Regions from separate parts of the Mus musculus genome. Here all the other regions are linked to region 1. Evidence: chromatin contacts called from public promoter capture Hi-C data. All regions are on one chromosome and are shown on one strand. Each heading gives the region's core, a stretch centred on a gene start, on an enhancer-like site or on the middle of the called end of the contact. The rest is flanking DNA. Distances are from core to core; before and after follow the strand shown.

Region 1 (3,980 bases), core at 897-3,396:
TCATTTATGTGGATGCATGTTAGTCTGTCATGTGTGTGTGGATACCTGGGAGGCCCCTGGAATTTTAATTACGGACCATGTGGGAGCTGGGAGCTGAGCCCGGGCCCTCTGCAAAAGCAGCCAGCGCTCTTAACTTCTAAGCCATCTCCTCAGACTTCAAATATAATACAATTATTAACTTTAATTTTTAAAAAGTCCACACAGAAAGAAGACCAGACCTCAAAATAGACAGCGACTGGTCTGGAGGACTCCAGTCTAGATTTTACCGAGTGGTCAGCTAATCCAAGAGAAATGCCCAGCCTTGTTACACCACAAAGGTGATAATGATGATACTAAATTTCACTAATTTTCATATAAGCATGTAAGATAATACCTCTTGTTGCTTGCAGGCCTGAAGGACACTCTTTAGGATGCTATGATCTTTTTAATATTGTAGGGAAGGTCACTGATAACATATATATTTATGCCCTTTGAGTCAATGGCTTTATTCATGGAACTGGATCAAACAGCATATCGGGTAGTTATCATAGTTAGAAACAAAGAGCTACAAATAAAAATGCATATCTTTTTTCTATTTTCTTCTTCTTCCTCCCTCCTCCTCTTCCTCCTTTTCTTTCTTGTTTCTTCCTTTTTTTTTTTTTTTCCCAGGCAGGCTCTCACTGCATTGCTCTAGTTGTCCAGGAACTTGATCTGTAGATCAGGCTGGCCTCAAACTCTTCCTACCTCTGCCTCCCGAATGCTAGGAATAGAAGCATGTGTTAGCATGTCTGTTTTACTGTGCGTTTAAAAAAAAAAAGTTTATCTTGCCCTTACTGTTTGCTACAGGCTAGTAAAACAAACAGACATGGTAGATCGATCTATCTGAGTTACAAAAACAGACCTCCTTCGAGCCGGATTCGAACCAGCGACCTAAGGATTTCCAGGTCGAATACTCCTACAGTCCTCCGCTCTACCAACTGAGCTATCGAAGGATACCATGTATAGTGCCTAGCAAAGTCACAAGTAGCTTAGAGGAGCCACTATGCCTGATTTTAAGCAGTGCTGGGATCTAACTCAGGGCTTCATGAATGCTAGATGGACCTTCTACCAAATGCCAAGTGCATTCTTTTTTTTTTTTTTTTTAATTAGGTAATTTCCTCATTTACATTTCCAATGCTATCCCAAAAGTCCTCCATACCCTCCCCCCGAAGTGCAGTCTTTATACTAGAAAAAGAACTAGAAATCTCATAATCTTCGCAAATATATGCGTATTAGCTATGCTATGAACTATGCAGGAAAACTTACTATGAACTTATCACTATGAACTGATATATATTGTTCTTAAATTTTATTTTATATTTATGTACAGCATAGAAACAATCATTGATAAAACTGTTTTTTTTCTTTATCTTTGCATTTTTTCAGTAATAAATGAAAATTCAAAACCAAATAAGAAATTGCTGATCTCATGACTGATGGCAGGGTGAAGCGCCAGGTCCTTGTGCAGTTATACCTTGAAGGTGGACATCCAGTGGACTCCTGCCACCCACACCCACATTCCTGAAGGTGTCTCATGGAAAAGATCAGGGAGGGAGAGCTGCAGCCATTGTGGACTCACTCTTTAGCTATTCACAGATGTAATGACAAAGTAATTTACTTTCTGGGCTCCTATTCTCTTGCCTGTTTTGTTTCCAATACTGTTTGTGTCTAATACTTTTCCAACTTGGCATAATTCAAACAAGGTATTAGTAACATTAGTCTTTTTCTTAAAAGTAACAAACACCCCACTCTCTTTTGTTTTGTTCTCCATATGTAGCTCTTGCAAGTCTGGATCTTGCTATGAAGCCCAGACTGGCCTTAAACTTACAATGACCCCCGCCTGCGCCCCCCCCTCCCCCCCCATGAACTTGGGTTAAAAGAACTGAAGCCACAGAGTTAAATTCACAGGCTGATGGCCTCATGACTCATTTCAGTTGCTCAAGTCTTCTTTCTTTTTGTCCCCATTCCCTATATTCGGTACAGCTCTTTAATGCATATATCGTTCTCTTAGGGGAGGAGGATGAACCCAAACTACCTGACCACTAATCTGTAGTCCACATGTTTAAAAGGCTGCTCCTCCCCCCACCCCGAATAAATACACTTGGCCACCTGTGGGCAGGCTTCTCTAACAGCACACAGCCTTCTTCCTTCTGAAGAGCTCTCTCTTTGGCCCCGGGGTGACAAGCAGCCCTTTTCACTTGATCACTGTGGCTCTGGCTCCCTTTTCCTCTGGGTCTGTCGAAATCGGTAGGTGCTTCACTCTCAGCTCAGCTCTCTTTGTCTCTTCTCTGTACTAGGCTTTCTGTTCCTCAAGCTCTTCAGCTCTGCCTCTCCCCTCTCTCTCAGACTTTGTCAAGACTGTATGTACCTCACGGTGTAACTCCCAGAGATCACCCTCCTGAGAGCTGCTGGGCTTACAGTTGAGAAACACACCTTGTCTTTCTCTCCTCCTTCGTTTCATTTCATGTTCTCCATTTCTACCTCCGTGGCTTTATCTTCATTATCACTTCTAAACACGAATAACAAAGTATCCCACTCGATTCGATTTTACTTTATTGTTTTATTGTTATTGTAAATGAGGAGATTTCTTCATTATCTACAACTGTGCCTCGCGGCTCCATTCTGGAGGCAGTCGAGGGCTGGAGGACCAGACGTACAGAGGAAGGGTATGGGGCAGGCGCTGTTGTAAAATGGACTGAAAATGACCCTGTAGGGGAAATACAGAGCCCTCCAGGTTGGAAGAAACTGGTGGAGAACAGGGCGCTTGCGGAACCCATAGTTACCTCCTGACTGTTTCTCTCCCAGCCTGAAGCTCTTGGCGGGCTTCATTGCCCCAGTTAGCTCAGAGATGGCAGTTCCCACCAACTCCTGCCTCCTGGTCTGTCTGCTCACCCTCACTGTCCTACAGCTGCCCACGCTGGATTCGGGTAAGTTTCTGTTCTAGCCTTCTCTTTCTCGCAAAGTTGGAAGGTCCCTATAAATAAATACCTCTGACCCGGTTTGGCTCCTGGTGGGGGGACCTTCACCACAATCCAGTGAGTTCAAAGGAAACCCACTGCGGGAGGTAATACACACCTGCAATTGCAGCACCAGGTGGGCCCAGGCAGATTTTTCTGAGGTCAAAACCTGCCTGGTCTACATAGAGATAGCCAGAGCATCCAGGGTTACGTAGGGAGCGCCTAGTTGTTTTTCCTTTAAATCAAAGGAATTGGAACGCTAAGTGTGGTGGTGGTGCACCCCTGTAATGATCGCACTTGAGAATTGAGGGCAAGGAGCTCAAGGCTACATAGTGAGCTGGAGGCCACCTTGGGATTTATGAGATCCAGTCTGAAAAATAAACAGAAGAAAAGAAATAGCAGCCACCCCGAGTTCCTTTCTTTACAAGGAGACTGGCCGGTAGGTCCTCCATCCCAACCCATCGTCCTATCTGACCTTGTTTATTACAGCAGCTCCCTTCGATGTGACCGCACCTCAGGAGCCAGTGTTGGCCCTAGTGGGCTCAGATGCCGAGCTGACCTGTGGCTTTTCCCCAAACGCGAGCTCAGAATACATGGAGCTGCTGTGGTTTCGACAGACGAGGTCGACAGCGGTACTTCTATACCGGGATGGCCAGGAGCAGGAGGGCCAGCAGATGACGGAGTACCGCGGGAGGGCGACGCTGGCGACAGCCGGGCTTCTAGACGGCCGCGCTACTCTGCTGATCCGAGATGTCAGGGTCTCAGACCAGGGGGAGTACCGGTGCCTTTTCAAAGACAACGACGACTTCGAGGAGGCCGCCGTATACCTCAAAGTGGCTGGTGGGTACAGACGGGATGTGTCGCCTCGTCACTCCGCGCGGAGACTCTCACTTTGGGGAGAATCATCGTGTTCATTCTCCAAATCCAAACGTATTTTCACGTTTACGTAAGGTTGTGGTGAGCATCTTAGATGCTCTGAACAGCTTCGTGGTTTAATGCCTAAGG
Region 2 (3,980 bases), core at 419-2,918, 2.1 Mb after region 1:
CTGGCCTGGAACTTGGAGCTGTAACTTGAAGTGGCTCTTCCTCCTCAGCTTCCCACATGCTGGGATCATAGGAATGAGCCAATTTCTCTGGCTTTCAACTATCTATCCTTAATAAATAAAGCCTTTCTGTTTCTGTTGAGGTCTCTTTTATATTTTCTTGCTACTGTAATGATTATCTTTTAAGGTGATGTTTTCTTATTTGTGTTTGTTATAAAAATGTAACTATCAATATCAATTTTGAAATTTTAGTAGCTTTGCTAAATTTGCTAATTATAAGTTGAAGATTAAATTATCTTGGCTTTTTCTATAAAGGGCATTCAGAATGGTCCTGAAAACTGTTATATGTTGCCGGGCGTGGTGGCGCATGACTTTAATCCCAGCACTCTGGAAGCAGAGGCAGGCAGATTTCTGAGTTTGAGGCCAGCCTGGTGTACAGAGTGAGTTCCAGGACATCCAGAGCTACACAGAGAAACCCTGTCTCGGAAAACAAAAACAAAAACAAAAACAAAAATACTGTTATATATTTATAATTAATAGTTTAATTTCCTCTCACTTTTATTTTCCCTTTTCATGCAGTTTCTAAACAAACATTTTCTTATGCATTTCCCTAGGGCTTCTTTATGACGATAGAGAACATATAATTTTCCTTTTTCTTGACATCACAGAGATTTCAGGAAGGCTATATAGGAGCTCATTCTTTTGCTATCTTCCCTTAGTTGTCCTTGGAAAAAACAAATTTTGAAAGTCTCTTGGTGCTAGAGTCATCTTTCCTGGATAATGTAGCTACCACCTGTGATCCAAGATGCTTTTCTTTATAAAGAATAGAGACCATCACTAAAAACCCAATTGGATACAGAACAAAGACTGACAGATCATGGTGGTCCCAACCCCAACAGATACATCCACATCATGTCTCCTGCATCTATGGCTCAGAGGACATGGAGGAAGAGGAGGCAAAAAAAAAATTGTAAGAAATCTAGGATGTCAGCTGTGAAACAGCCTCCAAGAAATGGCTGCATACACAAGACTGAAACAATTGCAGTATCAATAGACAATATCAATATCAATGGAAGGGGGTAAAATTTCACAGGGTGCCACCCCAAACCAAAGAACTACTGGCAACTATTGACTGCTGGGAAATGGAGAATTAGTCTCTCCCTAAGATGAGCCCTCTTATTAGCTGTCCAATGCAGTCTTGAAACCTTGAAATCATATGCACACAAATAACATATAAAAACAAAAACTTAGCCAGTGGAATATGTACATATATAGATACAGATATCTCTATATCTGTATAGATATAGATATATACTTGTTCATGCACATACATATATACAACATATATACATATACACAAACACACATGAATGTAGCAATAACAAAGAAAAGAGGCTATCAGCTTGAGAGTGAGAGGGTAGGAGAAAAGACTAGGGGGAGGAAGGAAAGTGATGTAATTCTACTTCAGTTAAAATTTTTTTCTTTTTAAAAGTCTTTTTACGAGGCAACCAAGAGGACGGAAAAAACTGGAGGAAGTAAAGGGAGGAGAGAAAATGTTGCATTGCTACTTCAGCTAAAAGAATTTCTTTTTAAAAGTCTTTTTACGAAGCAACCACTAAGAGGAGGGAGAAGGGGGGGATCATAGAGTGTCGCTGGTGCCTAGAGAAGCCGGAAGTGCTCTGTGCCCCGCCCCCCGGGGTCGGACTTTCGACACTTTTGTGACTGCGGGGTGCTACGAGGTGCTGCGTTCGCGGGTGGGTTTGGGTCCCGTCCTGTTACCGTCCTCCCGCAGGGGTCGGCTGCTTGTGGGGGTTGGGGGTGGGACAAAACATCTTCCTCCGCGGCCTAGTGGCGCCGAGAAGATAAACTCGGTGGCCACTTGGGCCGAGCGCCCGACAGGGCCTCGGGCGCCTCGCCTCAGGCCGGTTCCGGGTGTCTGGTCAGTCTCAGGGCGTTTGGCGATGGGATTCTCGGGTCTTGTACTTAAGCTTTGAAAATGGGAGACGTCACAGTTTTGCTTTTCCTGGAGACAAGGTCAGTTCCAAGGTCTTTATTCTGGGGTACTGGAAGAGAGCCAGAACTTTGGAATCGGGTTGCTTGGTCGAATCTGGCCTCAGCTCCTTTGTGACTTCTCCCCCCAGTCCCTTAACCTTTCTGTGTTTTGCTATTTTAGGGGATAATGATGTCGCCTAACTTACTGGATTGTTGTGAGGAATAAATGGCTTCATTTGTGCAAAGGTGCTTAAAATAGTACCAGGCACGGGGTAATCTGCACAGTGTAAAGATAGCTGTTATTATTCCTGTTGCTTTTCCTAACTAGGACAGCACTTTCTCTTCATCGATCAGCCTTGGTACTGGCTGTTGTCTTTTGAATGTTAGTACTATTTATCAGTTCTCTTTATAATGAATGATTTCTGTATTTTAGGAGGGAAAATAGAACATTCTGGAAAAGAGCCTATCCCACAGCAAAGAGTAAAAGTGGTTTGTGTAGTGTCTTGTAATGGTCAGGCTCACAGAGGTTTAAAATCCTGGGGATGCCTTTTTTTTTTTTTTTTTTTTTTTTTGGTGGGAGGAGGAGCTTGAGAAACAGGAGGAGCGTCTAACCGCGAAGGATTAGGACCCTGTTGTAAGCAGACATTGCTGCCGACCTGCCAGCTTTCTGACCCTCAGCGAGATTCCTCTCCAGTGTGAGAACCACACGGACGGCTGATAGTTAGAAGTGATGATAGGTAGATTGGCGATAGATTAGAGATAAGTCGATCTGATCCTGAGTTCCCACTAACACCCTTTGTTCTTTTTGCAGGTTTTTAAAGCTAATATTGACCATACACAGTTTGCCATGGTCATTGAGTTGATGCCTCTTGTGGTCTTTGAAAGTCCTTTCATCTTCCTTCTTTTTCTTAAGGAATTGGATCTTTAACCTCCTGAGGGTATACAGGGATCCCTGAAGCATTCTTTTCTCTATTTGTAACTTAACAAAAAACAAAAACAAAAACAAAACCCTTGTCTTTGGTTTACTTATTTGGCAAACGCCTGTGTTGGTAAACAGTCTTCTGATCCTGTACCTTTGTACTCTGCCCAGCTGGTGAGACTCCAGATAGGCAAGCTGACAAAACGTGAGTGTGTGAAGCCGTTATTAAGAATGTATCAGTGTTCATTTTTCTAGCCTCAGCTCTACTCTTCTTCCTTGATCCCAACAAAATGCTTTGGCCTGTACTCAGGAAAGAAAGAAGATAAGGTTTTGTTTACTATTTAAAATGACATTAGTAAAGATTTGAATGTGAATCAGAGAGAAACTCCATCTCACCTGCAGTAGTAGGCCCACCATTCAGCCATAAATCTTATAGTCCTCTTCAGTCATGCTTTTCCTGCCTTTCCCCCATCCGTCCTTACCAGCCTCCCTTTTCCTTCCTTTTCCTGCTCTCCTTCCCCTGTCTTTCTTTCATTCTTTTTACAGCTAACTAGAGGCCAAGACAACAGATCCCTTCATCTGCAGGTACAGCAATGTGCTATAAAGTAGGAGCTTTAATTTAGACATACTATCATGAACAGAATTGATAGTAATTCCTTAATATTGCATTCATGCTTTCCTGATTGACCCAAAAGTATCTTTTTACAGTTAGAGCATACTATATTTAAACTACATAGTACGTATAGAATTGCTGTCCCTTGTAATCTATGATAGTCCACCTTCCTTTTGCTTCCTCTTTAAAAATAACATTTATTTGTGGAAGAACTTGGGTTTTCAATATTCTCACATCAGTTGCTTTATTCTACTGATACTTTGAGGGGGGGGGAGAGGATCTTCTCTTTAGCTTCTTAGTTCTCAAACTTGGCTGCACTTTGGATCACACACTAAGTTCTCAGGTACTGAGGCCTGTGACCCACCCCCAGAGGCTAGTTCAATTCTCCTTGACTGTCCAACTATTAGGAGGCTTTCGAAGCTTCCCAGTGGTTCTCTTGCATACTATAACTTTAATCTT
Region 3 (3,980 bases), core at 693-3,192, 2.0 Mb after region 1:
ATGAGTTGTATCTGAATAATTCTATGAGTTATTTTCTGAAATAGGACTTATCGGTAATATACTCATGTATTGCCAATAATACTACTAATATAGAAGCCCCAGTCTCATACGTGCATTTATATAAGACCTGCAGGCAAATCTTGATATTTTGCTAGTTGTATACTCTGCTCTTCTCAGCCAGTACAGTCTGACGAATCACATTCCCTGGAATTCCTCCGGTTTTTATTACTAGTATTGGAGGATCCTTTCCATCTTTGAATGGCTGGAATCAGACTTAACAGTTTACAACTCTAAATTATACAGATGCTAGGACTTTGCAGGATTGGATGGCCTGAGGATGGGGCTTAGAATGTAGAATTCAATTATCTTTGGAGAGAAGAAGGACCAAGATGTGCCAATTTTCTTTCTAAAGTGTGTGTGTGTACGTGTGTGTGTGTGTTGTTGTTGTTGTTGCTGCTGCTGCTGCACAAGGTCAGAAGAACCCCTGGATGCCCTATAGCTGGAGTTGTAGGATATTATAAGCCGAGAGCCTAACCGCTGTGAACTGGGTTCTCTAGAAGAGCAGCAAGGGCTCTTAACATCTGGACCATCTCTCTGGGTTAAGATTTAAAAGCCCAACTATTGAAAGGTGACATGTTGCAGTAGGATGTCAAAGACTTGCAGGTAACTGGGAACTAGGAGACTTTAAACCATTTACCAGGACTGTTAGCCTGCAGGGCCCAAATCTGTCAGCGGGCTGAGGAATTACTGGGTTTCCTCCTCTAGCCTGGAAAGAAGAGTCTGCTTGGAAAGCAGTGACTAACAGTTAGACAAACGGGGAACAAAAATTTGCAATTCTCAGGCAATTTAACATATTCCTGGGTATGACAGGCTACTGTAGAATTTGGTCCCAATTTTTGACTCTATGGCTAAGCCCCTTTATGAAATTTTGAATGGACCCAGAAATAGTTATGGGTTTGGAACCTTTAAAAGGGGATTTGACATCTGCTCCTACCATGGGAATTTGGGGCTTGCAAAAGTCTTTTCAGTCAACATGGAAAGGATGGAGTCCTAATGTGAGTTCTCACTCAAATGATTGGAGGTGAACCTCAAACTGTGGCCTATTTATCAAAGTAAATGGCTAACAAGGGGGATTATAGGGGAGGGAAGGGTGGTAGGGGACTTTGTGTTAGACACTATAGGAAGGACTTAAACAGATGATTTGTTTGCTCTGAGTTAATCTGCACACAAAACATCTTAAAGCTGTGTTTGTTCTGACATGTTTGTTCTGAGTTAGCTTTACACACCATTGGCTTAGCAGACTGCAAAGCATATAACTGACACCACTATACATTAACCAGACTAAGCTCTGTTGAGTGCCTTCGTTCGAAGTCAAACAAGATAAGCTTAAAATAACAAAGTGAACTTCACTTTTTTTTTTCCACTTTTTTTTTCAGCAGCAGCAGCAGCAACAACAACAATAACATAGAAACTTTAGAAAGAAAATCGGCATATCTTTACCCCACTTCTCTTCAAATATCATTGAATTCTAAATTCTAAACCCTACACTCAGGCAACCAAATAAAGAAGGCACAGATAGGAGTCTTTGGAACTTGGTGGCAAAAGGGTGGGGAATGAAGAATAAACTTGAGCACTAATAATTAACTTTGGTTCTCTAGAATCCAACCTACATGATCATGCCAGCTTTTGCCTAAAGCCCAACCTAAAGATTCAATTGCTGTGTCTGTTTGCTGGTGGCTGTGATTACAGCCCGAGCTTTGTTATTCTAGTGATAGAGATGACATCTCTGTGTGAAAACAGTCAAACGAAATGGTCTGATTTATGTAAATGAAATCTTTCAACTTAGACCCAGTCAGGACACCACCGAGTTGAGTCCTGGTCCTCCCATCGTCCTAGAGCGGAGCCGGAAACTACTGGGCTGGAACGCAGATTTTGAGAGACGTGTGACTGACCCTGCGACCAGGGCGAGGGGGACGTACGGTGATCGGGTTCCAGCGGAGAGAGAACCCGCAAACTTGGGACTCTCGAGCGGAGGGTCTGGTTGATACACAGAAACTCTCCACACCTCGGAGCTGGGAGGACCAGAAGCTGGTGCGTGACGGAAGCTGCGGGGCATGGGAGAGGGAGGGAGCTCAGGACGTAGTTGGTGAGGCGGTTTCCTGCTGTTGCGCAGCTCAAGCTGACTGCAAGCTCCAGCGTATCTCCTACTTCAGCTTTCTGATGGCTGAGATTGCCAGCACTCCTGGGTTCTGTTGCTTTATTTTGTTGTGAGGGATTTTTCCCCCTTTTTTTGTTTGTTGTTGTTTGGTTTTAAGAGCGTTTCGTGAAGCCCGTGTTGGCCTCATCATTTGGCGGCGTATACTCTTAATTTGAACTCCTGTTTATCCTTCTATCTCCGAGCTCTGAGCTCATAAGCTGGAGCTGCCACACATGGCTTCTGCATGTTTAAGTAGTTACCACTGTAAGTAAATAGAATATTTGAGTAGATAATCCGAAATAGATGGGTAGACAGAGGCGGCTTTAAAAGGCATACGTGAGAGAACAGCGAATACAGAGGCCCTAAAGCTGGAGCTTGTCTGTCTTATTTAGGGATTAACGAGGGCACCAGGGTATTTCGAGCGCAGTGAATAAGATTGCCACAGAGGATAAGTAAGTGAACAAAGTGGCCATTTGGTTGTGTGAGGAACTTGGTCTTGGGTGATAGAAGGACATACTCAGACAGGTCTTGTAATTGGACACCCATAATGTGCATAGATTAGAGGATGAGCAGAAATGAAATCAAGAATGGGTTGCAAACCAAAGTTGGGTGCAATTAAAAACCTGCATCTGAGCATAGTGACTAATTTCTATAATCCTAGCACTTGGGAGAATTGCCCATTGTGGGCTAGGGAGTGAGAGCCTTGGGGAAAAGGAAAACTGGCAGGAAATCTGGCAGGAAGTGAAGACTGACTGTTGTAGTTGTGGCCAGGTGGATCCCACAGCTTTTGCTTCTGGATCAGATGTACACACACAAGAGAGAGAAGGAAAAAATAAATTCATAATTCGGGGGTCTGTAGATTTAAAAAAGGACCAAAGGTAAGTTCAGTCCACCGTTGGTGGTTCACGTCTTTAATCCCAGGTTTGGAAGGCAGAAGCAGTCAGATCTCTGAGTTCAAGGCCAACCTGATCTACAGGGCAAATTGTCGGACAAACAGAGCTACACAGAGAAACCCTGTGTGTGTATGGGGGAAGGGGTCTGGAGGGGGGGGGGGCAAAACCAAAAAAAAAAAAAACAAACCCCTGAAGATCAGCTTGGAAACCTGTGTAAAATCATAAATTCTTCAACTCTTCAAGTTTCGTCTGTAGTGTGAGGTCGTTCTTAGTGTGGTGTCTGTGGAGATTGACTAAGCAAGGGACGCACAGGTGGAGCAGCTCTGTTGGCTTGTTGACTGTGACATGAGCTGTGACTAATCAATAAGAAAAAGGTTAAAGGGTTTTCCCTGTAAGAGTGGGATATATAAGGAACCAAGAACAAACAACAGTGGTAAGTTTGGTCATTAAAGCATAAGGAAAATTTAGACCATATTAAATGTTAAACTTGATCTTGATGGTGATGGCAACTCATTGTGTGCAACATGCTTCATTTCCCCCGTAGGAAGATCTCAGGTGCAGTGTGGCAAGTAGTCCGTGTCGGGAAGACCAGCATTTAAAGCAGTGGTTCTCAGCCTTCCTAATGCTGCGGCGCCCCTTTAATACAGGTCCTCGTGTTGTGAGGTCCAACCACAAAATTATTTTCACTGCTATTCTATACCTGTAATTTTGCTGCTGTTATGAATTGTAATATAAATATTTTTGGAGACAGAGCTTTGCCAAGGGGGTCACGACCCACAGATTGAGAACCACTGAGTTGAAGTAAGAGACGTCTGAGTAAGAGAGCATGCCATCAAGAAAATACAAGGGTGGACATGAGGGATATGAAGCCGTAGAATCAGAAGAACTCA

What was found. Promoter capture Hi-C pulls out the DNA fragments that hold promoters and counts their contacts. Capture Hi-C pulls out chosen DNA fragments and counts their contacts.
Region 2: a promoter capture Hi-C map of hippocampal neurons shows a contact between it and region 1, with 7 times the contacts expected there. The contact joins the promoter of Zkscan3 here to the promoter of Btn1a1 in region 1. A contact is called at or near these places in 3 of 39 promoter capture datasets (hippocampal neurons, liver and pre-B cells), 1 of 484 Hi-C or Micro-C datasets (B cells), 2 of 115 datasets of contacts at active chromatin or transcription factors (astrocytes and embryonic limb bud) and 1 of 9 other capture datasets (liver).
Region 3: a promoter capture Hi-C map of pancreatic islet shows a contact between it and region 1, with 5 times the contacts expected there. The contact joins the promoter of Zscan26 here to the promoter of Btn1a1 in region 1. A contact is called at or near these places in 7 of 39 promoter capture datasets (the 3T3-L1 cell line, cranial neural crest, hematopoietic stem and progenitor cells and 4 more), 1 of 484 Hi-C or Micro-C datasets (CD4 T cells), 1 of 115 datasets of contacts at active chromatin or transcription factors (large pre-B cells) and 3 of 9 other capture datasets (liver, macrophages and pancreatic islet).

Annotation. Positions count from the first base shown.
Region 1 is chr13:23,464,067-23,468,046 of GRCm38.p6, reverse strand. Btn1a1 (butyrophilin, subfamily 1, member A1) reads left to right here and starts at 2,146. Exons shown (of 8, transcript NM_013483.3): 1 at 2,146-2,265; 2 at 2,824-2,945; 3 at 3,465-3,815. The coding sequence starts at 2,867. It overlaps Gm52036 (a long non-coding RNA gene), which reads right to left and starts at 3,623. Exons shown (of 2, transcript XR_003950563.1): 1 at 3,451-3,623; 2 at 2,559-3,345. n-TYgta8 (a tRNA gene) reads right to left here and starts at 971; the gene lies at 882-971.
Region 2 is chr13:21,400,443-21,404,422 of GRCm38.p6, reverse strand. It overlaps Zkscan3 (zinc finger with KRAB and SCAN domains 3), which reads left to right and starts at 1,668. Exons shown (of 6, transcript NM_001145778.2): 1 at 1,668-1,751.
Region 3 is chr13:21,451,689-21,455,668 of GRCm38.p6, reverse strand. Zscan26 (zinc finger and SCAN domain containing 26) reads left to right here and starts at 1,942. Exons shown (of 6, transcript NM_001347491.1): 1 at 1,942-2,091.